Linked DNA regions of Mus musculus: all the other regions are linked to region 6. A link is a contact called in public ChIA-PET and promoter capture Hi-C data. All regions are on one chromosome and are shown on one strand. The core of a region is the stretch at or near the end of the contact, and the rest is flanking DNA. Distances in the headings are between cores, read along the strand shown.

The links. Promoter capture Hi-C pulls out the DNA fragments that hold promoters and counts their contacts. ChIA-PET counts read pairs in DNA pulled down with a chosen protein or histone mark. Capture Hi-C pulls out chosen DNA fragments and counts their contacts.
Region 1: a promoter capture Hi-C map of hippocampal neurons shows a contact between it and region 6, with 4 times the contacts expected there. The contact joins the promoter of Gimap3 here to the promoter of Zfp746 in region 6. A contact is called at or near these places in 9 of 39 promoter capture datasets (the 3T3-L1 cell line, the C10 cell line, cranial neural crest and 5 more), 1 of 484 Hi-C or Micro-C datasets (the HPC-7 cell line) and 2 of 115 datasets of contacts at active chromatin or transcription factors (large pre-B cells and memory CD8 T cells).
Region 2: a contact with region 6 is called in a promoter capture Hi-C map of adipose tissue. The contact joins the promoter of Cul1 here to the promoter of Zfp746 in region 6. A contact is called at or near these places in 1 of 39 promoter capture datasets (neutrophils) and 2 of 9 other capture datasets (adipose tissue and liver).
Region 3: a promoter capture Hi-C map of hippocampal neurons shows a contact between it and region 6, with 3 times the contacts expected there. The contact joins the promoter of Gimap7 here to the promoter of Zfp746 in region 6. A contact is called at or near these places in 5 of 39 promoter capture datasets (the C10 cell line, cranial neural crest, hippocampal neurons and 2 more) and 1 of 115 datasets of contacts at active chromatin or transcription factors (memory CD8 T cells).
Region 4: a contact with region 6 is called in a promoter capture Hi-C map of liver, with 4 times the contacts expected there. The contact joins the promoter of Malsu1 here to the promoter of Zfp746 in region 6. A contact is called at or near these places in 1 of 39 promoter capture datasets (liver) and 1 of 115 datasets of contacts at active chromatin or transcription factors (astrocytes).
Region 5: a contact with region 6 is called in an RNA polymerase II ChIA-PET map of memory CD8 T cells, with 33 read pairs. The contact joins the promoter of Gimap4 here to the promoter of Zfp746 in region 6. A contact is called at or near these places in 1 of 39 promoter capture datasets (neural stem cells), 1 of 15 datasets of contacts at CTCF or cohesin (the NIH/3T3 cell line) and 2 of 115 datasets of contacts at active chromatin or transcription factors (embryonic stem cells and memory CD8 T cells).
Region 7: a contact with region 6 is called in a promoter capture Hi-C map of liver, with 3 times the contacts expected there. The contact joins the promoter of Tmem176a here to the promoter of Zfp746 in region 6. A contact is called at or near these places in 8 of 39 promoter capture datasets (3T3-L1-derived adipocytes, the HPC-7 cell line, embryonic stem cells and 3 more), 3 of 115 datasets of contacts at active chromatin or transcription factors (astrocytes, embryonic stem cells and pancreatic cancer cells) and 3 of 9 other capture datasets (adipose tissue, embryonic stem cells and liver).

Annotation. Positions count from the first base shown.
Region 1 is chr6:48,769,104-48,772,893 of GRCm38.p6, reverse strand. Gimap3 (GTPase, IMAP family member 3) reads left to right here and starts at 2,043. Exons shown (of 5, transcript NM_031247.3): 1 at 2,043-2,252.
Region 2 is chr6:47,452,939-47,456,686 of GRCm38.p6, reverse strand. It overlaps Cul1 (cullin 1), which reads right to left and starts at 2,368. Exons shown (of 22, transcript NM_012042.4): 1 at 2,204-2,368.
Region 3 is chr6:48,716,885-48,720,268 of GRCm38.p6, reverse strand. It overlaps Gimap7 (GTPase, IMAP family member 7), which reads right to left and starts at 1,648. Exons shown (of 2, transcript NM_146167.3): 1 at 1,568-1,648.
Region 4 is chr6:49,072,109-49,075,922 of GRCm38.p6, reverse strand. It overlaps Malsu1 (mitochondrial assembly of ribosomal large subunit 1), which reads right to left and starts at 2,128. Exons shown (of 4, transcript NM_029353.1): 1 at 1,820-2,128; 2 at 659-837. The coding sequence starts at 2,057. It also overlaps the pseudogene Gm19253.
Region 5 is chr6:48,683,327-48,686,763 of GRCm38.p6, reverse strand. It overlaps Gimap4 (GTPase, IMAP family member 4), which reads right to left and starts at 2,186. Exons shown (of 3, transcript NM_174990.4): 1 at 2,141-2,186.
Region 6 is chr6:48,084,430-48,087,983 of GRCm38.p6, reverse strand. Zfp746 (zinc finger protein 746) reads left to right here and starts at 1,391. Exons shown (of 7, transcript NM_001163475.1): 1 at 1,391-1,669. The coding sequence starts at 1,646.
Region 7 is chr6:48,839,993-48,843,736 of GRCm38.p6, reverse strand. It overlaps Tmem176a (transmembrane protein 176A), which reads right to left and starts at 2,254. Exons shown (of 7, transcript NM_025326.4): 1 at 2,148-2,254; 2 at 1,336-1,533; 3 at 1,038-1,148. The coding sequence starts at 1,530. Tmem176b (transmembrane protein 176B) reads left to right here and starts at 2,363. Exons shown (of 7, transcript NM_001164207.1): 1 at 2,363-2,741.

The sequences.
Region 1 (3,790 bases), core at 794-3,293, 680 kb before region 6:
GATCAGCTTCTTTCACGTAGCAGCATGTATATACGTTCCCTCTGAGGCTCCATGTGTCCTGCTAACGCATCTCTTTGTAGTTCCCATTGCCCGGGTGTGTCACACCCACCTACTAAAGTGTATCTGAGTTGTCTCTGCATTTGGATGGGCTTTGTGAACAAATCTGCCATAGGCATTCGTGTTTGGACTCTCGTGTGGGTACAGCAGCATGGTTTTAAACAAGGTGATGAGAAAGGAGGGCTCTCTAGAGTAGCAAGTCAAAAGGAAAGCATTTGTTGAGGCTGAGAGGCGACGGTTAGCCTTCAGTGAGTAAGAACTTTTTATGTGCAAGCATGAGAACCTAAGTTGGAATCCCCAGCATCCAAATAAAAATCTGGGCATGACTGCTTGTGCCTGTAATCTCAGCATCGGGCGCAAAGTGGCAGGTCCTAGAGCTCCTGGCAGTCAACCTAGTAGAAATCAAGAATTCACTGAGAGATCCTATTTCAAGGCAATAGGGTATCGCAGTAATAGAAGACACCTTCAGTCAGTCTTCTGGCTTTCCTGTGTTCACTCAGGAGCATGTGCACGTGCGAGCTCAGGCACATCAAAAATAAACAAACAACTCCCCCAAACCACTGTTCAATATTTCCAGACTGGGCAAAACAGAACACAGCAAACCAGCAGGTAACCAGCAGGGGGCAGTGTTTGCAAGACGTCGACGCCAGTTCCCACTCCCTTCCTACAGTTTTGAGCCTCAGGCTCTTGTTCTCATTGGCTGCAGTCTGGCTTCCTTTCCTGCTGACCGTCCCTTCACAGCAGGATGCACCTTCCCTTTGGAGGCGTGGACCAGAAAGCTGCAGTGAGAAAAGGTTCCAAACAATCCCTGAGTTCTGTGAGGAAGAAATCACACTGCAGGAGCTGAGGTGGATTCAGGAACCCACAAGAGCATACATGTCAATTAAAACAACAAAACAAAACAACAGCCAGGCAGTGGTGGCTCACACCTTTAATCCCAGCACTTGGGAGGCAGAGGCAGGCAGATAGTTCTGAGTTCAAGGCCAGCCTGGTCTACAGACCGGGACAGCCAGGGCTACACAGAGAAACCCTGTCTCGAAAAAAACCAACAAACAAAACAAAACAAAAAGCTAAGGATATGAACATGCAGGTTATAGGAACAACATCTATATTCATTTCACCCAAATAGATCCCATATCCCACTCTCCTCCTTGAACATTCTTTTGTTTAAAAAAAAAAAAAAATCACCCAAACTTGGGATTGGAGGGATGGCTCAGTAGTTAAGGAGCCTTACAAGTGTTAATAGTTCCAGATCCAGGGGATCCAGCAGCCTCTCCTGGCTTCTGCAAGCACCAGGCATGTGCAGAGGGCACTTGCATACATGTAGGCAAAACACTCATACGCGGAAAAGAACAGCAAGTGAATAAAAAAGTGATCTGAACTCAAACACACGGCTAAGTGGAACTCCTCCAGGGAGGAGACCTGGCTCACTCCGGATCCTGAGTCCTGCAGGGCAGCAGGCAGAGGCACAGGGACTTGGGATTCCACTAAGTGCTGTTGCTTTGCCTAAACCATACTATAGACTGGGTAGCTAGCTTCATGGCTTCTGTGGAGACAAGGTCTGCCCAGGTGAGAAAACCTAAGCCTTGTTCTCCCATACTCTCCCTAGAAGCCAGGGTACCTTAGCCAGGCTCAAGCATGATAGCTATTGATCTGTCCAGTGGGCCCTGGAGAGAGCCACTTTAGGCTCAACTGCCACCTCAAATTCCATCTAAGAAGCTACCTCCGGATGGCAGAGGTAAACAGCAGAGCAGAAGAGATGCATGCTGTCTGCCTGGTGAGGAGGAGCAGAAGCTAGAGTCTTGGGTTGCCCATGCTTTTAGACTTCTAGATTCTCTTAGGCCCATAGAGAATACTTTGTACACAAACATCTCAGTGGTGTGGCCGATGAGGGTGGAGCAGGAAGCAGAACTTTTTTTTTTTTTTTAAATCAACCTTTTCCACTGGCTGCCTTCTTCAGTGGCCCTCAGAGCACCCCTTTTCAGAGAAACTCATGTACATCACCCTTTCCCACCCCTCAGGAGACACCGTCTTCCTCCCCCTGGAAGACAGATCTTGTGAGCTGGCCTTCACCTCTTGTAGCTCTTGTACTTTTACGAAAGACTACAAACCAATGTGAGAGGCTGCCTAGGCCTGGAAGGTAGCTCCACAGTGGCTATAGATCTTGAATGGAAAGATCCTCAGGAACTCACCAGGTAACAGGGATCTTGTGGTGTGTGTGTGTGTGTGTGTGTGTGTGTGTGTGTGTGTGTGTGGTGTTCTTCTATCCTGCTCACCCTTAAATCTACCAGTAACAATTAGTGTCAACCTGAAGGGAAAGACAACTGATCTTTTTTCATAGACTGTAGAGAAATTCCTGTTCCCCAGGGACTTTTAGTCTTGTCTGTGGAACATCAGTGAGTTTTCTCCCTCACAGAACAAGGCTAACACACCACTGAGGACTCAGGAGAGGTGGACTCTTAGACATTCTCCTTGCTTTCCAAGGGCGAAAGGGAGCAGACAAGCTTCTAAAGCAATTTCCCTAGAGCTGTCAGCCAGGCTTGTATTGAGTGTCTGGGAACCAGAGAGCAGCTGGAGGGGAACCAGTCTTTGGGACGGGGCATCAGACCGGGTTTTGTGAGCTGGGAAATTAGAGTTGTGGCAGGAAGATGGAACGTGGGCCCCATGGGTGATCTGAAGTTCATACACTACCCATCGTCCAGAAGGAACCCTAGCTGTCTGACTAGCATTCGCTTTATCCAGTCGGGGTCAGGACTCTATCAATGGATAAGAACAACCCCAGGCTCTTCCCCAGAGCCTTGGGTTCCTCGATGTTGGAGAGCAAAGGGACACCAGATGTCTTTTTCCATCACTGACTGTGGTCTGCACTCTCTGACTGGCTAAATTATCTATTGGCGTATCATCTCACTGAATCCAGTACTCACTGAGTGGCTGGACTGGCTATCTTATCTCCCCGTCCCCTGCAGGTTTAATTTTCTTTCTTTCCCATCACTTTTCTTTTTCTTGGTGAACATTCACAGTGCTGGGCAGGAGGGAATTTGTTTTGTTTTGTTTTGTTTTTCGAGACAGGGTTTCTCTGTGTAGCCCGGGCTGTCCTGGAACTCACTCTGTAGACCAGGCTGGCCTTCAACTCAGAAATCTGCCTGTCTCTGCCTCCCGAGTGCTGGGATTAAAGGTGTGCGTTCACTCAGGTTCATCTGTTCACAGAAAGCATTTGCTGTTTGTTTTGGATAAAGTAATACATTCTTTAAAGACCAGTCAAAGCAAACAGAATGAAGCTGCAGGCAGTAAAGCTTTTATTCCCGGAAAGGACCCCATGACCATTGCACACTGGTTTTCCCTCATAACAGCATGACACATTTTCCCCATTAGGACAGTTTGTTCTCAAGATGCTGTGGTGAAGGATATGGGAAAGAAAGAATGATATTATCAGTTTTCTCAAATGAGACCAAGATAATCTGCACAAGGCCAACACACAAGTCTGTGACCTTCTCACAGTGCTTCTAAGTGTGGCCTGCCCATGCCCTCTTCCAGTCTCTTCCAGTCCTGCATGAGGGAAGCACTGCCAGGGGAGGGCCTCTTAGATATGGGGAGCTCTTCCACTTTTGCTAGCTCCAAGGTTCAACCAAGGGCCAGAAATAACTGACACACACACACAAACACACACACACACTGACTTCTTAAAAAATAAACGAAAGGACTGACAGGTGTGTGGGTGAAGTGGTGGAGTGGT
Region 2 (3,748 bases), core at 1,119-3,618, 630 kb after region 6:
TAATTTTCCTTGCTGAAATGAAGGTCCCTTATCCTCCCACAGAAACTTTTGGTACAACTGGGCTGGACTATCTTCCCAGCAGGTAACAGCCTTAAATACTAACCGGCTTTACTTCAAAGGCAAAGGGGTAAACAAACTTGTTTTTTAAAAAAATACTGACTCCTTAAATTAGAATGATTAATTTTAATTTTACAAACTGTTTAGATTTCCACAACTAAAGAAACCCTCAACCATTTTTTCCCTAGGATACAGTATGTAGTTATGCAGGTGGAAGGGGGACACAAGAAAAATAACAGTTTTCACTCTAGGGAAGCATGCAACATAATAGTAAACTTGCACTTTTAACAAGCTCAGCAGCAACAGTGACTATGTTTTCTGCAGCCAAAATGAAGGGGAGTAGTAAAACCCTAGGATTAGTCCAAAAAAGAAAAAAAAAATCATTCATGGTACCAGCAAGATCATGTTCTGTTATCTGAGGGTTACAAAGTAAAGGACTTAGTCTGTGTCTTCAATGATTTCATAGTCACATGTATGGGAAATAAGCCTGCACTGACAAAATTAATTAGCGCAAGAAGGTGGAGTTCCCTGAACAACAGAGTCTATGTAATATCTAAAGACACCTGGCCAAATTAGCTCAGACTTCAGATGTATGTGACATACTAGGAATTTGGGCCACACCTTCCAGGGCCTGACCATAAGACTCAGGAAAGATGTATCTTACAAACACCCTAGCCTATCTAAAATTGGTTGTCTTTTGGGCAAAACAGTTTTTTAAAGATGATGCCAACAGGGAGGAAAGAGAAAGGTTAGCATTTTTAGAAAGCACTTTGGTCTTTTCTCCCAGGCTTAAGGCTTAGTAAATGCTCCCCAAAACCTCCAAAAATGGGCAGAATAGAAGATAAAACAAGCCAGTGTTGTGTTGCATACTCAGAATTTAAAATGAGCTATAACTGTTTCAACTTACTATGGGAAGCAACAAATACAAGTTTTAAGTAAAAAGAGAAATCTTAAAGCCTTCTCAAACAAAGAAAGACCTCATATCCTTATTTTCCTCAACTACACTGGCTTCTTCAGAGTGTTAGGTTTAGGTCCTAAAAATTGAAGTAAAAGGAGCTTAGTTCCTCTTTTGTCACCCCAGTGCCTTTCTAAAACAGTAATCATTTATTCCATTCTTAGCTTTTGGCTGTTTTAATGCTACTCCAGCAAAGAGCAAGTACACACAGGGCAACTAAAAGCACTTGAACAACTTGACTGCATTTCGGCATGCGTGCCCGTCCCACAAACCCCCAACGACTGTGAACTAACCACAAGTATCAACAGTGACCTCTCAGAAAAGGGGAATCCTCCTTTTTTGGCATACCTAGCTCCCTTAACTTTGGGGCTTAGGCTCAAGGAATGAGAGTGCAAGTGTTCCTTGCTTTCTTAGTTATCTCCTGAGTAACAACACAGTGCACAGGTGACAGAAAGAGGGGGTTCTCAGGGCCACGCGGGATTTAAGAATAGAGGCCCGCAGAGTCTACAGCCCCCGACTCAGTCCTCCTGGCCCGGTGCCGGGTTACCTTTGGGGTCAGAGCGCGCGCTCCCGCCGGGACCGGGGACGCGCCGAGGCCGCCGCACAGGGAGGGCCCAGTTCGACTGAGGAGAGCTGGCGGACGCCCGGGGGCTCCGTTCCTTTGGAAAAGCACACCGCATCCCGGCGCGCCTTGCTCGGCCACGCTCCCAGAGAGAACGGAGCCCGGCACCACTGTTACCCAATAATCATGCCCCGCACCGTCGCAACAATGAGTGCCCCCGGATCCCCGAGAGCACGAGTCCCCCGGCCCTGAGCCACCCCGGCCAAGCGGAACCCCCAGGGCCGAGGGGAAGGGAGGGGTGGCGCGTGAGGCGCCGAGGTCGGCGCCACAGGCCGCGGTGAGTCCGGCTTTTTCCCAGTGCGTAGCCAGGGCCTGGCCCTGCGAGTCCCGGCCCAGGCCGAGCCTGGCCGGCCGGGTGACTCAGGCCGGGCCTGGCCGCTCCGCTCCGCCCTCGGCGTCCTACGCCCACGACTTCTCCGGCCCGGCCGCCATTCCGCCTAGCCGCGGCGCGGCGCCTCAGGCCTCGCCGGCAGCCCGGGCTCGGACGCCGCGGCCCGAGTCACTGCGACGCCGCGGCTCCGCCGTGGCCTGCGCTGCCTCCCGCCACCGCGGCCCGAGCCGCTACTCACCCGCATCTCCGGGCGCCCCCCGACGCTCGGGCGACGGCGTGTAGTGCTCGCGGGGCCCGCCGAGGTCTGGCCGCGTCCCTCAGCGCCCGGGCTGCCCCGCCTGGAGCTGCGTGCGACACGGCGCCCGCTCCTCCTCCTCCTCCCCTGCCCGCCTGCCGGCCCTCCTCCTCCCGCCGCCGCCGCCGCCGCCTGCACCACGCAACCTCCGCCCTCTCGCCGTCCCTCCGCCGCTCCCCGCCCTCCCGGCTTCACCGGCTCTGGCGACCGCGGGGCGAAGCCGTGGGGGAGGGAGGGCCGGAACGCACCGCCATCGGCGTCCGGGGCGGGGGAGCCAAGAAACCGTCGCCGCCATCGCCGGGCCTGCGGCGGCGCGGGAGGGGCACGGAAACGGCCCCCCCAGAGGCCCTGGTCACCCGCTTCGTGGCCAGGACCCGCTTCGCGCGGGCATTTCTACCTGCGAGCCATGGCCTCTGCTTCCCAAACGCCGAGCCGGGTCCTGCCGGACGAGCGGAATCCTCCGCCAGGTTTTCCCGCCGCCCTCGCGTCGGGGCGGCCTCTCGAGTGCCGGCTTCCCGCCACTTCGGACTTCTCGTGGAGACCGAGCCGAGGCTGGGGGCTCTGACCTCTGAAGACACTTCCGGAAGCGGCTGTGGGAGAGGGGCTTTGAGCTCCCCTGCCCCTCCCCTCCATGCACCTCCCGGGAGCTGACATGGGTCCCAACTGCACTGATCCTGGCTGGTGTCTCCTGTCCTGGAGTTGAACCAGAGGCAGTATCCCCAACCGTGAGATGAGAAAGTCAAATGGGCAGGCGGACTCAAGAGAAAAGTGCTACTGCTTCACCGACCCCCCTTTCTACCTGCAGGCCTTGGAGATCCTCCTGCGGAAACCTCCAGCTTGCCCACATACCCACGTGGATGTGTGTCTCCCTCTTTAATACTTTTCAGCAGTGGCCTCCCTTCCTTCTTGAGAGCCTTTTTTCACTTTCACTGTATATGGTTTAGTTAGGGAGAGTTGGGAGTTGCGATTCCAACCTGGGATGGCATGAAGTAGTATTCTTACATCTAGAATAATCTCACCCATTGGAAATCAGCTGCTGTCATCTTGTGCTTTGTAATATTCAATTGTAAATTTGGCAACACCCCTAGCCACAGGTGAGAGGCTGGAGAAAGAATGGATTTACCCCATACCTTGTTAGAGGCAGCTGTTTTAATATCCTAGCTTAGATCTGCCATTTAATTCTGTGAACTAGCAAGGGAAGATTTTCAGTTAGCTCATCATCTGGGCCAAAGATGTATTTGATGTAACTTCTGTAACTTTTCACCAAACTAGAACACCACAGAGATTCTTTCTAATGCACCATTTCGGGGCAGAAATCCTCAGCAGACCTGACAGGTCTCAAATCCACAACTTGAGTAACCCGTGCTTCCTCTCAAAAGAAAGTCCCACTGGTGTGTAGTCCAGCAGTTCTCATTCTGTGGATGGACACCCGTTGGACAAACTTCTATCTCCAAACACATTTACATTACGATTCATAGCAGCAAAATT
Region 3 (3,384 bases), core at 399-2,898, 630 kb before region 6:
TACTATCAGCTTTAAAACAATCCCGGGGATGGGGGGAGGGGGGCGGTGTGCAACAAGCAGTAGGCTAGGATAAGCACTAAACCTGATGTCCAGGAGTTGCTATCCTCTACTCTCTGGCCTCACCTTCTCTGTAGCCATGTAGTATTTTCTCCAGTAGCAAGTTAAGGTTTGTGTATGCATTTTCTAAGTACAGCTCACTATGTGTTGCTTCAGCACAAATGCATGTTTTATGGGAGTATTTTCTCCACATAAAGACTTAAGGATGGAGAGTCCATTTCTTTCTAATTTGATAGGTATAGGTTCCAACAAGTCCAAACACCACCCCCATGCCTGTACTCACACTGCCCAGTGCAGGGACTGGAGACCAAGACCCTCTAACTCCACCACACCCCTTATAACCTTCCTGCCTCATCCTCTGGTCACGATTCTAAAGGCCAGTAAACATCTCAGCAGGTGTGCCACCTGGAACAGGAGGGGAGAGGACAGCCCATCCCCCAGGAAGTGAAGCTGGAGACAAGCTGCCCTAAGCATGCCAGGTGAGGACATCATGCCAGGTGAGGACCGCCCATCTCTCAGTTGGATTTTTTTTTCTTTTTTTCATACTGACAAGACAATCTTGAGAGACAAGAATCAGAAATACTCATCTCACACCAGTCTAAAGAGGTTCCAGGACACTCAGAGAACCTGGAACTGAGACACGAACAGAGAAAGTGCTTCAGAAGGGTGCAGGGATAGGTCAGGGCCTGGACCATTCTTGAGAATCTCTGAAGCCCCATCCGATTCAATTCCCTCGACTCTCACCCGAGAGTGCAACCAGCCCATCAGGGTGGTCCTGGGAACTGCACAGGGCAGTTCTGTAAAGATCATTTGCAGTGCTAAGTATAACCACCACTCAGGACTAAGTTTTTTGCCGTGAAATGCCAATTGTGTGCAGGAAATCCATACAGAGCTGGAGCCACCGCTCAGTGGCAGAGTACTGACCCAGAGTGCAAATGGTCCTTTATTAGAGTCCTCGGCATCATGAAAGAAGAAACCCCAGACTGCAAAGTTCCTAGGCTCAGTCAGAATTACAGATACACAGGTCCTTCTGCAGGTCACATCCTAGTTCCAGAGCTCCCATCCTTCACTCCAACCCTCAAACGTTAAGGATCATAGCCTCTTTCCTGGGAAGCATAAGGTGGACCTAAATGTAGAGTCAACAGCAGGACTTCAATCCTGTCCATGCTGATGGTCCTCAGAGCACTGAGATTTGATATGGGGAGCTGAAGGGAGTTAGGGCACATTTATACTTGGTGACCTGCCTCCTGGTTCTGAAGATCTGCCTCAGGGACAGCGGGGAATTTTAAGGAAAAGTGCTGGGTTTTCAGGCAACAGCTTCTAATGACATGGGTAGAGGTCACACATCAAGCAAGTATTTCCTGTCATCCATGAGATGATGGACCTCATGCTAAGCAGTCACAGAAGCCTTCCAGGATCTCTCAACATCATGTACAGAATGGCTGGAGTGCACCATGCTCACCACCCCCATCCCCTACCCGGCATGCTCTGTGGCATTCACCCAGCTTACCTCCTGCAGGGCCTTTGAGTTCTCACACCTTCTTCAAAGAATCTGACTGCACCAGGACTCTAGCTGCCTTTCTGCAAACCCTGAGCACAGAAACTGGAGGGCGGGGCCAGTGTGAACAGTTTCAGTTTGAAGAACAGAGGAAACAGTCCCCTGTTGTGGTGGATGCTTCAGTTTAGCCCTAGGTGAATCCCTTCCTTCTTGGGCTTGCTGTGATGTCAAGTCACAGCCAGTGCTTTTGTTTGATGGTGTTGGCTCTGAAGACCGTTCAGTGGTCCACATGTTGCTTAGGACACTCCATCATCTGCTGCAGGACTGCATGCTGCTCCTCTTTGCAGGAGTGTGGCCCTAATCTCCAAACTGAGAGGAGTACTCAACACTGAGGGGGCTCAGCGAAGCATGTGCCATCTCTAGCCACCCTTGAGGATCACTCTTAGCTGAACTGTAACCTCCTGAAAGATCATCCCCTGTGCCCAGGTAGCTCCTGATCAATGATTGGTCAGCATGGAGATATAAAGGCACATTCTTTGGTGCCAATTTGGGATATAGCTAGAATTCCACCTTAGCTACCACACTTCAACTGAGCTGACTCTCTGGTCTTCTTGACACTTATTACATCCCTGTGTCTTCTTTTACTTCAGTGTCTTAGAAGTCTTGATCCTAGAAGCCATCCTAATTACATTGTGCACCTGCATATCTGCATGTAACAGCCTGTTAGCTATGCACTCACCCTAGGAGCGTCAGAAAGTTCTGTCTGCTTCTCTTCTCTGTGTTGGTGAAAAGCTGAGGGCTCACTTTGGGGGAGGGTCCAGGCTTAGCATTACTCAGGCTGTGGTACTTGAGATAGTCTAGGGTAACTGTCATGGCTACATCATGCAGGGTAATTATTTTAATCTTTTGAAAAGGTGGCTCTATTTGTGACTGATTTAAATGTCTACATAACAACTAGCTTGCTGTCCTTATTTATTTATGGTAGTGTATACCCAGAAGTAGACTTAAAACCTTCCATGAGGAGTTACCTCCCCCTTCCTTTTATTTACAAGATGCACACACACACACACACACACACACACACACACACACTTAGTTGTTCTTACCTCTCCAGTACCCTCTTATCCTGCTTCTTCTCTCAGTGAAACCCTTCTAACTCTCTCTAAGTCCCCCTCCCAGTTTCATATTTTCTCATTGTGTATGATATAGAGTTCAATTAGGGTTGCTTGCATGGATGTGGCTTATTTTCTGTAGTTTTGACAACTATTTCACTGAAGAAAATTATACCCTTCTCTTCTAGCAACCACTTGCTGCCGTTAGTTCTTTAGGGAGAAGTGAGACTCATAGGCCCTTCCCCCACCCATGATGAAATATGATGAGTCCAGCATTCTTCAGGTTTGTACAGGAATACAGAGCTGCAGGGATTCAAGAGTGTAAAGGTCATACCATCCTCTGGCTCTTATATTCTTTCTGCCTCATTCCATGAGCCTTGGAAGGCGTGACAAAGCTGTCCCATTTAGGGCTATGAATCCCATTATTTCTCATTCTTGACACGTTGACCAGTTATGAATCTATCTATGCTAACTGTTGCCAGAAAATAGAAATTTCTGTTACTGAGGATGTAACTGTGGATATAACTCTGCATTGAGAAGACAACTGGATAACATTACCACTTAGGAAAATACTAGTAGAAGCTTTCCCCTGGAGACTTATGACTTTGTCAGCCAAGGGCTCTGAACCAGGTAAACTGTACCAGGCATGGGCTTCCTCATATGGAATGGGCCTCAAATCCAAGGAGAACAGACTTGGTTGCCCCAATAACAATCATG
Region 4 (3,814 bases), core at 879-3,378, 990 kb before region 6:
TACACATTCATATCATTTAAAATTGTTTGTTTGTTTGTTTGTTTTTGGAGACAGGGTTTTTCTGTGTAGCCCTGGCTGGCCTGGACTCACTCTGTAGACCAGGATGACCTCAAACTCAGAAATCTGCCTGCCTATACCACCCAAGAAGCTGGGATTAAAGATGTCCCACCACACCCACCTAATTCAAAATGATTTTAAGGGCTTGAGAGTTGACTCAGAGGTTAATAGCATGGGCTCAATTCCCAACAACTACACGGCAGCTCACAGCGCCCTTGAACTCCATTTCTAGGAAGACGACATGCTTTCCTCTGACTTTTGTGGACACTAGACATACACATGAAATAAAAAATAAAAATAAACCTCCAAATCTTTTAAATAATTTTTAAAGCCTTTCACTAGCTAGAGGCTATCACATAGGTGCTACTCTAGAACAGACTCCTAGTGTCTTCTGGCTTGTTTCATGTTATTAATTTTCCTTGTCACAAAAGACACGAATTAGAAATTATCTGGGCTCGACAGAGCTAAGTATTTGCTCCCAAATATTTTACTCTGAGAAACCATAAAAATCACTCTTGGGAATTCTAGAAAGTGGGCTTCCTCTGCAGCCTCTGTGTGTCACTCTCTAGGTAAAGGTTCACAACAAAGGAGAGCATCCTACCATCTTCACAAGGTAGTGGACCATAGCGTGTAAGTGTCGGGTGGAAGTCCCACTCCCAATCACAAAGTAGTCTGTGTATCTCATTTCTGGAGGAACCTGGATCACACAAATGTCTCTTGCATTTTCTTGCCTCAGAAGTGAAACCAGCATATCGATGTCAAACTTGGCACCAATGTGATCTGAAAATGCAGAAACGCTTGTGTCAGATGGCTGAGGAGAATACAGACCTACATTTGTCTACAGAAGCAGACTGACACGAAGTCTCCTGGAGACAGTGGAACTGCTCCCCCTACAAGTGTATTTATATCTAAAATGCTTTGGTGAACACTAGGCAGGAGGATCCCAGGTTCAATGTTAGGCTGAGCAACTCAGAAAGACAAGGTCTAAAGATTTTTTATTTTTAAACTAAAAGACTGAAGGTGTGCTTCAGTGGTGGCATGTACGTGGCCCTGGGTCCAACCCCTAATACCATCTCCATTCAAGACAAACTAAACCAACCAACCAAAAACCAGCTTAAAACTGAACCCGGACAACAGTTCCCTAAAGCACTGCTCAGCTTTCCTAGGTAGAAGGTTCAGATTACGGACACTGGATACTGCGATTACCAAACGGAAGCAGAAGCAAATGTCTTTCTATTTACTAGTACTGAAAGGAACAACACTCCACAAATGCAGAGATGCTACACAACAACCAGCGGCATGATTTGAGGGAGAGGACAATATCCTAGGGCACACGTTAAATCGAATCGCAGATTAAAAAGGTTACTTAACTATACTGTATGGTAGGCGGGTTCTCAAGACAATACCTGGTCCACAGCCTTCAACAGATATGAAGAAACGAGGCTGCTAGGACTAGTGCTACTAAGACCAACCAGTCCACCTGCTACGACCCTGGGCAGATCGTGAGACGGGGTGGATCCTGGGCTGTGAAGCCAAGAGCCGGATGTTGCCCGCTCTATGACTGGAATTTTGACGACAACACGCTACCTTAGCCTCCCTCTAGGACTCTCGGGTACGCAAAGCAAAGTTGGTGCCGACCACCTCCCAAATCCCTTCCAGCTCTGCGTCTGCGCGAATGGCTATTTCTCTTGCCCCCGAAGCGCACAGGAAAGCCCAGGGCCGCCTGGGTCAGGCCGGGCCACCAGGTGTCCTGCCCGCGTACCTGCGGGTCCGGGCTGCAGGCGAGCGTCGCCAGCGGTCCGCTCCTCGGGCTGAGGCCCATGGTGCAGGCCGCGCGTTAGGCTCGGGGTCAGGCAGGTCGCGGGCCTCGCGGGAAGCCATCGCTCTGCCAGCCGCGGAAGCCAGGGAACCGAAGCCATTGCGGGGCCGGCTCTCTGGAAGACCGCCCTGCGCCACAGCAGCGGCCATAAACGCCGCGCGGGCGACCAGCCCGGACCCATAGCTCTCGCCGCGACTTCTCTGGGGGGAGGTGGTGGAGCTTCCGGGCGGCTCCGGGATTCTACGTCACGAAGTGGGCGGGTCTGTAACCGGAAACGGTGATTTAGACGGATTGCCTGGGGAGTAGTTTAAGGAATGAGGAGGACCGTGTGGATGGTGGTGGCTTACGCTTTTACTTTCCGCACTTGGTAGGCCGAGGCAGATCTCTGAATTCAAGGCCAGCCTATTCTACAAAGTGAGTTCCAGGACACCCAGGGATACACAGACAAACCTTGTCTCTCTTTTTTAAAAAAAAGAAAGGAAAGGAAGGAAAAGGAAAAAAAAAAGTGAGCCCAGATAATCTTTATGGGGCTGGAGAAGATGGCTCTATGGTTAAGAGCACTATCTGCTCTTTCAGAGGTCCTGAGAATTGATTCCCAGCAACCACATGGTGGCTCACAACCACCTATAATAGGATCTGATGCCCTCTTCTGTCTTGTAGGCATACATAAATAAATACATCTTAAAAGGAATTAAAGGGTTCCTACCTCTCTCTCTCTCTTTCCTCTTCTTCTTTCTCCTTTCCTTTTCTCCTTCCCTCCCACTTTCTCCAGCCCCTTCAAACCCTCTCTAGCTCTCTCCTTTCTGTTTTTCCTCTCCCCCAAATATGCAGAAATTAACCCTGTCAGATAGGAATTAAGTATTTTTAGCCATTTCCCACTGTCCAAAAAACAAAAAAGCAAACAAACAAAAAACCCTAAATTCAAGAACTAGAAAGATGGCTGAGCAGTCAAAAGTACAGACTGAATTTAATTTCAATGGTATTAAATGCCCTCTTCAGATGAAGTGCACAAACATATTGTACAGACATATAAGTAGGCAAAACACCTGAACACATAAAATTAAAAACACAAAACAAAAATGAATCATACAAAAAAGAAGAAAAAAGTTTGAATGGCGGCATCAGGTATGGTTGATTGCTTTCAAATGAAAGATATGGGTCATTAAATGAAAATCTCAGTGCTGGGTTTGGGATACTATCATCCCTACATTATTGGTCAGGGCAGCTATGGGCCCACCTAAAAACAAGTGAGGCTATTTTGGTTGTCTCCCACAACTAGATGGTAAGACCATACATATTGGTGAAGACAACACTCCTTGTTTTCAAGCTGAAACTAATCTAAAACCTTCTTACCTGCTGCCCAGCTTTCATGGAGTCAGGAGGTGGCATGCAGGTCACTGGGGGAGAAAAGCCATCAGTGGACTTACCCTGAGTGATAATTCCAATGCCAGGCCAGATGCGCCCACTGAGTCAATAGTGCATGAGTTATGGGGTTAGCCAGCCAACCACCTTCTGATTAGATCTGAGCCCTGCCTCACAGGAGGGAATCCATGCCTAGCACTGTAACTCCGGTCAAAACAAAAAACCATGAACACCTATGCGCATAAAGATAGCACTAATTAAACTCAGTGGGCTATACAGAGAAAGGACATGAAGGAGGTGTTATAGCTTGCTAAAAGACCCTCACCCACAAAGAGCACAGAGACCACCATCGTTGCAAAACACATGTGGGATTTACTTATCCAACATGTTGGGGAACCCCCTCTCAGCACACAGGCTGGAGGAGAGATCCAGAACAAAGAAAGAACACACTTTTTATACTTTTGTAAGGGCCAGATATAGGGCACCAGGGTAGTTTGGCTTTTTTTTTTTTTTTTTTTTGCATTTAAAAATGTAGACTTTAATAAGTGTACAGGTCAGCTAGTGGGGCAGTTGACC
Region 5 (3,437 bases), core at 937-3,436, 600 kb before region 6:
TTTTTGCCATAAACTCAGCCTTTTTATTTCTCCTGCCCCATCCCCAAAAGGTCATTTCAACATTCCATTTTTCAGGCTATTCTTTTCCTTACACAAACTTAAATCCTACCAGCTCCTTCTCAGGCTGGCCCTGTTTCCCTCCATCCCTTCAGCTAGTGAATGACTACTATGGTGCCCACACTTCTGGCTCAGCTTCTCATCGTGGTTTTCGTGGGCATCTCTAACAAAGGCTGACCAGGATAGAGCCCTTGACACTCCTCCCACACCCCAGGCCCGACTCTGCATCTCCATAAATGCTATCACCACACAGACCATGGCTCTTGCTGAGCTTTGAGCTCTACTCTAGTCTTGGTTTCCTGCCTTGCATGAGCCCATCACCAAATCCCAATGACTACATTCAGAAATCTCATTTGTCCCTTTGTTTCTACCTTCATGTTGATCAGACCCATTGCTGTTCATTGTCAGCCCAATCATCCCTTCCTTGGTCCCTTCACAACTCTACCACCAGATCTCACTTTCAAAATAAAATTTCATTTTCATTTTCTTGCTTGAATTCCCTAGCAGCTTTTGATTCTCTTTAGAGGATAGTTTGAACTATTAGAATGGTCCAGAAGTTCCTTCATGGACATCTTTCGCTGAAGTCACTGACCTCCCCTCTGTTCCCAGGACCCTTGAAGCACTTTTATCTCCTATGCTTTCTCAGAATTTTCCCTTTCTGGGGGCACTGCTCCAGCCCATCCCCCAGCTGGGGCTGCTCTGCCTCTACTTCCTGAGATGCTCTCTCCAATGGCTCTCTCCTGCAGCAGTGCCAACCTGAGACTCCACTTTTGAGATCACTTGCTTTTGCTGTAACTGCACAGCAGCATTTCCTCATCGAAGACATGATTGTAACACGAAATCATTTTTTAGCATATGACTGTCTCCTCTTTGACTCTGTGACAGGAAACTTTCCAGGCACAGACACAGCACTGGACAAAGGGCGGGTCTCAATTTACTAAACAAGCAAATTGACCTTCTTGGGTCTTTACCTCTCTCTGCTTGGGGGTGGCCTGTGCCACCCAGCCATCCTTCCCTGTTAACCAAGACACAGTTATGTAGAAACACTCAGCTCATTTGAGTGTTTCCTCTACCTAATACACATGAACACATTTGAAAACTCTGGAGCCAACTACAATCAGGACAGGTTGGAATGCTCCTTGGTAAGGACAGAGTCCCCACACAGGGAGCCCTCAGATACAGATGTGAAGCAGAACTCTAGATGCTTCTTTTGAAAGAGGCTTTTTATGCCTGAAGGCCAGGTGGGTGGAAGACAGCTTCTCATAAACTAAAAAGAAACCACAAACTCACACAAAGCATTGGTTCTTAGCACAGACTTGATTTGGTGATTAGCAAGGAGGCCCAGTATCAATGGTAGAAAATTTCTCAAAACTTTCTCGGGGTCGGGGGAGACAGAGGGCACAGGGTGACAGAGGAGCTCTTTAGACTCTAATTCATCTGTAAAACCAGGACCTGTGTTTCTGTAGGTGCAGATTTCATTGACTAAGTCATCCCCGCTCTGCCTATGACCAAACGTCTACTACTGGCTTCAGAACAGTAGCCACAGTAAACATAACCTCCCTACTTAGACCTACCTGGAGGGAGCTCAGCTCTTCTAAGAACTCGGGGGGGAAATAGTTTCCCCAAGAGGCAGGTTCCCTAGGAAGCAGCTTACAGGAAAAAGATAAAGGCTAGTGCTAATCCCAACATTATGGCAGCTTGGGGGAGCTGTGCCAAGCTGAGCCTGTTAGGGATCCTCCGCATCCCTGCCTTCTTCCTGCCTGCTCTCTCCAAGCTAACTCAGTCATTCTCTTCCTGGAAGAGTCACATTTAAAAAAAAAATTTTTTTTTTTTGACCAGTGCAGGAATACTTTCCCTGTAGAAAAAGTGTCCTCCTCAAAGCAGCGAACCCTGAAGCACACAGGAATTTGTAGAACTCAGCCTTCAACTCGGACTACAGCCTAAAATTATCAGGCTGGAAACAGAAGCCAATGAATACAATTCCCAAGAGCAGGTCTGTCAGGAGGTTTACTAGACACAGCTAGTAGAGAGGCCCCTTCCTCACCAAATTCAACACCCACATCATCCATCCCTATTCTCTTACCTGAAAATCTGGGTCCTTTGACCTTCTCTGATTTCGAAACAATACTAAACACCAAGAAAACAGAGTAGCAGAGAGGAAGCGAGGGGGAGGAACTGTGGAAATAGGAGTGTGCAAGGGACCCACCCATCTTCCTAGCAAGCTGCACTGCAGAACGTTCTGCAGTCCTCTTGTTCTGTGTCATCTCATGTGGTACCCATGGGCTGCTGGTAGCTACTTAGCACTTGGAATGTGATAAATCAATAGTCACGTTTTTTCACCACCAGGACTTTAGTTGACTGCAATATGGTCCATCATAGTAAATAACGGTCAGTCAGCTCTTGTTTGGCAGAACAATCTGTAAATGTGAATGACAATGACTTGGCTGGCAGTGATATTGAATCTCCTGTATGTTTGTTTAAGAAATGAGAGAAAGGGGGCTGGTGAGATGGCTCAGTGGGTAAGAGTACCCGACTGCTCTTCCGAAGAACCGGAGTTCAAATCCCAGCAACCACATGGTGGCTCACAACCATCCGTAACGAGATCTGACTCCCTCTTCTGGAGTGTCTGAAGACAGCTACAGCATACTTACATATAATCAATCAATCAATCAATCAATCAATCAATAAAAAAGAAGAAGAAGCCACTAACTTCTGGGCAGCTGAGCTTAAAAAAAAAAAGAAAGAAATGAGAGAAAGAAATAATTGAGTAAGAGAGAAAGAGAGAGAAGAGAGCTCCTTGTTAATAGCATATAAATAGAATCTACTTTTTTTTTTTTAAAGATTTATTTATTTATTATATGTAAGTACACTGTAGCTGTCTTCAGACACTCCAGAAGAGGGAGTCAGATCTCGTTACAGATGGTTGTGAGCCACCATGTGGTTGCTGGGATTTGAACTCCGGACCTTCGGAAGAGCAGTCGGGTGCTCTTACCCACTGAGCCATCTCACCAGCCCCTAGAATCTACTTTTAATTTGGATATTTAGGTATTTTTACATGTCATATAATTCATGATACAGTTGGATTTAAATAGCACATCTATATCATATCTCCTCTCCTCAGGGGTCAGGGCTTATTACAGAAGAGGGGTGAAAAGACTGGAGTCATTGAACACTGCAGTGAAACACTATTTGCTGGATATGACAAGGTCATTTCACACAAAAATTTGCATGGACCAAAACCTCAGTGCTGATGGGGAAGGGCTCATGAACTCTTGCCCTATCTAAGGAGAGCTGTGGGCAATTGATTGCTGCTAGTGTTTGTGTGTGTGTGTGTGTGTGTGTGTGTGTGTGTGTGTGTGTGTGTGTGTGTGTGAGAGAGA
Region 6 (3,554 bases), core at 142-2,641:
GGACATGCAAACTTTATATGCCCCAGTACAGGGGAACGCCAGGGCCAAAAAGTGGGAGTGGGTGGGTATGGGGGACTTTTGGGATAGCATTGGAAATTTAATTGAGGGAAAATACCTAATAAAAATATTTTTTAAAAAAAGGATTCCCCTCTCTCAAATGACTATAGCTTGTGTTAACATAAAGTTAGCCAGCACAGTCAGGGAGCTGGGGAAGGAGGGTCAGTTATTAAGAGTAAGAACAAAACTTCAGTTCCCAGGTTGCTCCCAGAACCTGAGACCCCTGACCTCCTGCACACGCGTACACATATTTGCATACATATGTGTGCATATACATAATCAAAAATAAAAGTAAATCATAAAATAAATAACGAATGGCAACAACAAAAAGATCTCAGGCACTGGTCTTGCAGGCTCCTGCTAGGGGGTGGCATGGAAGGCAATTCTGAATGGCAATACATCTTCTTTGCCACACGGGGCTCCACACTAGGCTTCTGGAGAAATTTTACATTTTGACTTTTTTCTTCCTTTCCTTGTTATTAAAAAACAAAAATATGAATTGAAAAAAATTAGGGGTCTGGGGTCTACTGGCACTACGTTAATGGACATGCTTCCAAACCTACCTAAACTTTGTTAGACATAACCTTTTATATGAACACTGTATGAACATGAATAATACACATGATAACACACATCTTGTTATACATTTGTTACGCATTTTAACGCCAAAATGAAGTAGTTCCGGACTACTCTCGTTCAACATCTTTCCACGCTTACCTGATATATCACAAGAGGGCGTTGGATCTGCGGTAACTACAGCTTGTGGTGAGATGCTGGGAACTGAAACCCAGCCCTCTGCAAGAACAGCAAGTACTTTTAGCCGTTGAACTGTATCTCCAACTGCATTCAAAAAGATTTTAAACGATGGCATTTTAACCCATTTTTCATGTCATTAAAATGTTTATTATAGTATACATACTATAGAAACCCCACATTTTTTGTGTCATTAAAATGTTTATTATAACACACATACATAATCCTACAGAGAACCTACTGTGACTTATCAAGCCATATTTCTATTGTTGGAAGCATTCATTCCATTTCAAGGCAAAAATAGGCGTGCTACAGCTGGACAGCTGCGGAAGTGACCGTGCCGGGGTGCGCACTGCCTGCCGAGGCCGTACCCCCAAGTTTTATACCGCCAAACCAGGTGGCACATCGCTGGTGAGCACTGGCGCCGCGGGGGGCGTGGCGATATGCGGGGGCGTGGTCGGAGGTCGGGCCGAGGCGGGGCCTCGTGAGGAGGGCGGGGCCAAGCGCGGCGGCAAGCGGGTGCCGGCGCTGCCGTTCGCCGCTCGAGCTGCAGGTGGAGCTGTGCCGCCGCGCTGCCTCCAGGAAGCCTCACGGGCCTTCGTCGGCCTGGCCGCGGCACCGGCTCCCAGGATGCAGTGTGGAGCGGCCGGGCGCTGACGGCGGCGGTGCGGCTGCGGGCGGAGCGGCAGCAGGCCGGCCTGCGAGGAGCGCGGCGGGGAAGGTAGCGGCAGGCCCGGGCGGCGCTGCCGGCGGAGAGGACCCGGCAGCCGGGCCTGCGTGGGGCCGCGCGCCGCGGCGTCGACTTCCTTCGCGCCGAGCAGGACAGCGCAGGGCCATGGCCGAGGCGGCCGCGGCTCCGGTAAGGGCGGCCCGCGCGCTTGGCCTGCGCGGCCTCGGGCCCCGGAAGGCCGGGGCCCAGCACACTGTGCCGCAGGCCCCAGGAGGGCTTCCGGGCCAGACCGGGCCTGCGGGTCCTGTGGCTGCGGCGGGCGGCCGCGAGGTCCTCCGGGGCCTACCGGACCGGGTGGAGCCGAGCGCAGGGAACGGCCGTCCGCGCCCGGGAGGCCGACCTGCGCCAAGTTCCCGGTCTGCGCGTCCCCGGGCCGGGCTCCTTCCTCAGCGCCGGGCCGGTGCTTCCCTCTCCCAGCTCCCCCCAGCGGCCTGGTGGCACCTGGGAGGTGTCCGACGTCGATTCTGTAGACAGTGAGCACCCACTATGTGCCCAACCCTCCTCAGGCGGCACGCGAGGACTGCTCGTATTTGTCCAGCCAGGCTGGCGCTGCACTCAGCCCGGTTTAGGCATGATTTTGTCTGCACTGCAAACCTGTGGGGTAGTAACTATTATAGTTATTATTTCATACAAAAGAAAAGCTGAAGGCCCAACGAAGTTAACTTGCCAAGAATCTCAGCGAGAAAAGTGTGGGAAGACAGTGCTCTCACAGTTCAATGTCTGTAATAAGGAAAGCAGTCCAGGTACACGAGTAGCCTTATGGTCGAACAGAAAGAGGTCGTAGCCAACCTGGTGGAGGTTCGAATGCAGGTGCTTAGCAGACTCTGGTGCTCCTCCCGCCCAGCCAGGTAATCTGTGCTTCTGTGAGTTGAGTTAGCTAGGGTTTCTAGGGCTTGGGCAAAGAGAGGCAAGGGCCAGACACAGGACAGTGCAAAACTGGTCCACAAGCCTGGAGATATGGTTTTGGATATGAGGCTGCAGAAATGGAAGGGGCTGGGAAGGCCTGGGCTTCGTCATATGGGTAGGAAAGAGTTGAAGGAATTGGCATCAGTGACTCCGGTCTCAGAGTACTGGCTTCCCTAGCTGTTTGGCAATTGACTATCCCACCTTCGCTTTAAGTTAGCAAGGTGCTAGGCTTCAGTAGAGCACAACCCCTACTTCCAACTACACAGGTCAAAGACCATGGACCCCATTTAAAAAAAAAAATTAAACAAGAATGACATCAACAAGATAGATGTTTGTGCAAATGTCTTTGTGTAACACACAGATTGCAGCAGAGAGAATGGGTGGCAAAGTACAAGGATACGTCTGAAATAGACTCTAGTCTGGGGCAATCCCAGTCAGGGCTGGTCCTGAGGAGTAAGGGACCAGAAGTGTCCTCCACAGCACTTGCTCCCTCTAACAGTTCTGCCAGTCAGAACCCATCTGAGACCCACTGAACGTCCCCAGTCAGAGCCAGTGTCCTTCCTTCTGTACAGCCTGAGGAACTCTTGAGCACCACCCAGGCAAGCTTTTCTGCCTCTGGTCAAGCTCTCATGTCCCCATTTTCTCATGTCTTCCCATTTTCTGGTTCTCAGCAACTCAGATGAGTCCACACTAGTTTCTAGAACTTGGTTTTTTTGGTTTTTTGTTTTGTTTTGTTTTTGTTGTTGTTTGTTTGTTTGTTTGTTTGTTTGCAAACAGTCACCAATCTTTTTTGTTCAAGAATATTCTTCTAGAATATAAGAAACATCCATCTTCAGGCACTGACCAGAAATGGCGCCCATGACAGGATCTCTGATCTACCCTGTGGGTTGCACCTTAGATGTACATGGAAGAGCTCCTCCCATTCCCTACCCAAATGTGTTCTTTATCCCCAGTAGGTAGTCACTAAAGCCTCTATGCCACTCCCAATGACAGGGATGCATCAGTCTTATGATTGTTGTTGCACATGTGAAAAGTATGACTATCTGCCTTCCTCACCAGATTATAGTTTATCCCTGATCTCAGGACAGCTCATGTCTGAGAATGATTC
Region 7 (3,744 bases), core at 1,005-3,504, 750 kb before region 6:
AATCCCCCGCCTCATTTCCTCTGTGTTTGCCATCTGTAGTGCCAGCCACATGGCCTAGAGCATTTCCTCTGCATCTCAGATGTTCTGCTATGTTCTGTTGTCTATGGTGGAGTAACTGTGTGGGACAATGAGCTTGGAGCACAGTTGTGAGGCTGTAGGGCACTGTTTTATTGACACCTAAGTGTACACGGTTGAGTCAGGTGGGAACCTTCCTATCCATCCCAACCACCTTCTTTTAAAGTCACACTAAATTCTTCAAGAACGTTCCAGGGACCAGAGATCTTGTAGGTCAGAGTCCCATACTGTTGGAAAAGCTGGGGATGCAGAATGTGACTTTAGGCAGCCTTGGGTCCAGACACTTGTCTTAGCAGCCGTTGGGTCCATCTAACTAGGATAGAAGAACGGGGAGTCTGACGCAGTTCGGTGGGCAGATGGGTCCTGATCCTATTTGATTATTCTATAACCAGTCCATATAATCCTGCCATTGGATGGATTAGCATGGTTACTTTAATCTCTCCTCTCAATACATATGTTTTGCTGTTCTGAAAGTGTGGGTCTATCAGAAAGTCCTTTGTACCTATGACATAACCAGCTCAACCTAACCAGCTGTCGTTAAATACAATAGCACTCTTCTGACAAAATTCATCCCTGGATCCCCATAGGATGAGCATAAGGAAGTAAGAGAGCCAGAAGACAATGCTTCCTGCCTGATGCACTCCGCTTTCCCTGTCTTGAGGCAGGCATTAGAGGTAGATAAGCCCTGAGAGCCTTAACTGTTGATGACTACTGATGGCAAGGAGCTTCTGTCAGCCTGCTGGGAGAAGCATGGGACAAGAGACAAAGCTGACCTGCAGCTGCACAGGCGACCATTTCATCATTTGTCATGTACACAAGCACCAGACTGGCTTACTTAATTCAGGTCTTGTTTGGCTACATACTCTGGGGTGCCACATCAATGGTGGTGGTGGAAGGGAAGCAAAGGGACCGCCATCCCTGTGCTCTCAGACAGCCCTGGACCTTCATGATGCCACACTCACCACGATCCCAGTCCAGAAGGGGGCGCCTTCGGAATACATGGCTAAATAATGGCCTATGTAGAGGGTTCCACCCAGAACCACACTCAGAGCCCCCAGCACAGTCTGCACCACCTGGAAGAGAGAGGACTTGAAACACAGCTCTCCAGCAGCAGGGCTACCTGTTAGCTGCAACTGTCTGTACACACAGACAAAATCAACTCAATGTCTTAGGAGGACAGATGTATAGAGGAGGCCAGAGGAAAATATGGCCCAAATGAGGGTCCCTCCCTGGGCCCATCAAGCACGTAGCTACTCTCACCCAGGAGGCCACCAGCACTCTGCTGCTGCCCTGGCTCTGGGTGGAAGCGGATGCTGGAATCCTTAGCAATGAGCATCCGGCCAGCAGAAGTTTGGCCAGAGCAGACTCCTGGTGGATGTGCACATCAATGTGGGTGGGTTGTGGAGCCTCAGGGTCCACCTTGCCGACGACTGCAGTCTCCATGTCTGTGGACATCGTCTGTGAGGGAGAAAAGGAAAAGCAGGAAGAAATATTTGGCAGATGTTTCAGAGGCGGCTTGGAGTTGGGGGCTAACAGAGACACAGAATGGCTGCCCCTGGCTGTGGAGCTGTATCTTCAGCTCTTTTGGAGGGTTGTCTGTCAGGGAAGCCTGATGCTGGAGTACCCGCTTCACCCCACATTTGCTTTGTGCCCCACTGCCATGGTCTTCAGGAGCCTGATGTTTGGATCAAGCAGAACGCACACAACCTATCTCTTCACCCAACCTCTGATTGGATCTCTTCTCCCCAGCATTTTCTGAATCCAGGTCAGAGGCCAAGCCCCTTAAACAGTGTCCCCCTCTAACTGCCCCATAAGCTTCTGTTGCAATTATCTCTTCCCTACCAGGGTCCCAGGGACCACCTCACCCAGACGCCACCATCTCCTTGGATGAACGACAAGCACTGACTGACCCTGTCCCCACAGAATTGAGTGGTAGAGATGGAGGCCATACCTGTCCCTGGAGGCACACCCCAGTGTGTCCACTCCCCTAGCAAGCTCGCAGGGCGTCAGACTGGATGGATCTGGATGGACTGGGAAACGAGCTATGCTAAAGTGATGGTGGGCTGTCTTACCTGATTCCTCTGGGACCGGGGAAGTGTGCAGCAGGGAAGGCCAGAGCTCACACAGAGGCGCTGGCAGTAGTTGAGAACTTCAGCCCTGGCAGGAGGAAGAACCTGGGTGGGAGCCAGAAGGGGAGGGGGAATGGGCAGACCTCAACACTTCCTGGCAGGCAGCTGGGACTGAGGGCCCCTTTAGGGGTTTTCCAGCAGGCAGCTCCTCACTGGGCACTGGAGAGCTGGAGAAGGTGGGCGAGGTAAGAGCTGGGGTTGGCACTGATTGTTCCTGTGGAATCCTTTGATTGCACAGTGCTCTCTCTCCCAGTCAGGGATAGAGCTTTCTGAGCAGGTGCTGGCCTGTGCCACCTTGGGTGTATGAGTGTATCTGTGTCACCTGTATCCCTGCTCCAGCAGGCCTGATCATCTACTCCTGATGGACCCCCCTCAAGTGGGGCCCTTTCCTGTCAGCTACTTGCTGGCAAACTGAGAGACTCCATGTCAGGCCCCATCCCTCCACCCCCTTCTTGCTCTCCTCTCTCTGGGGTCAGCTTTAAGCCAGCTCCTCCCAGACCTCTCAGTTCCAGCCCCACCCATCGCAGAGGACAGCAGGTGAGACAGGACCCTTCACGGCCCCTTGGTAGCCCCCTTTTGAAGCATAGGGTTCCTTCTTCTCTGGAAGAGTCTCCAAGTCTACTCCTCAAGCTCCATCTTGGCTCAGGATGCTTCTCCTTCCTTCTATCTCTGCTTTCCTGTAGGACTCTGGGGAGGGAGGGATGTGTTGGACAGAGGATGTGACTCTGGAAACAGGGCTGAGGCTGGGGAGGTCAGAGTCTGGCTTTACCTTCCATAGTTATCAGTGCCTCACGCCTGCGTTCTAAGAGCAGGGCCTTTGAGACCACGCAGAGGTGGGACAGCTGTGGGGACACGGGGTGTTCTTTTTCTTTGTTTCTGAACACTGGGAGGAGGGATATCAGAGAGCCACTATCTGGAGCGGTGCCAGAAGTGGTGAGAGGCTTCTTGGTGCCTAGGGCTTTAGTTCCTGCTCTGCAGAGGAAGCAGAGGGATTCTGGGTGGCCAGGGCAGGGATAGCACTGGGGGTCTAGAGGGGGCCAGCACCCAGACAACTGAGACTTTATTCCTGGAACCTCAAGGGAAGGTGTGAACCTGAGGCCTTCATTTGTGTTTCTCTTCGTCCCTCCTGAAAAGTTGTCAGACTCCTGTGCTTTCGGCTCTGAGGTGCACGGGTGAGTGGAAGGTGCTCCGTGGCGTGGGGGAGAACATGAAGGGATGCAAAGGGAAGTGACTGGAGTGGCCGTCAATATCCAGTCAGAACTGATGCTTAACCAGACTGCCCAGGAGAGCCACTGGGCAGAACTTCTTTTGGACAGAGGCAAGCCATCAGAGGGGCTAAATGGTTGTTATAAGCCCATAACAGGAGACAGTGGGAAGCTGTGTTAAGCTCTGTGCTGATTAGAATGGAGGCCACGCTGAGGAAGTAATCAGGCAGAATATGAAGACCTCATGGGCCTGCCTGAGGCCCTATGGAAACTCGGAACAGTGGTTTTATTCAGTGGGAGAAAAGTAATATATACCACAGACCACAGTAGAAACT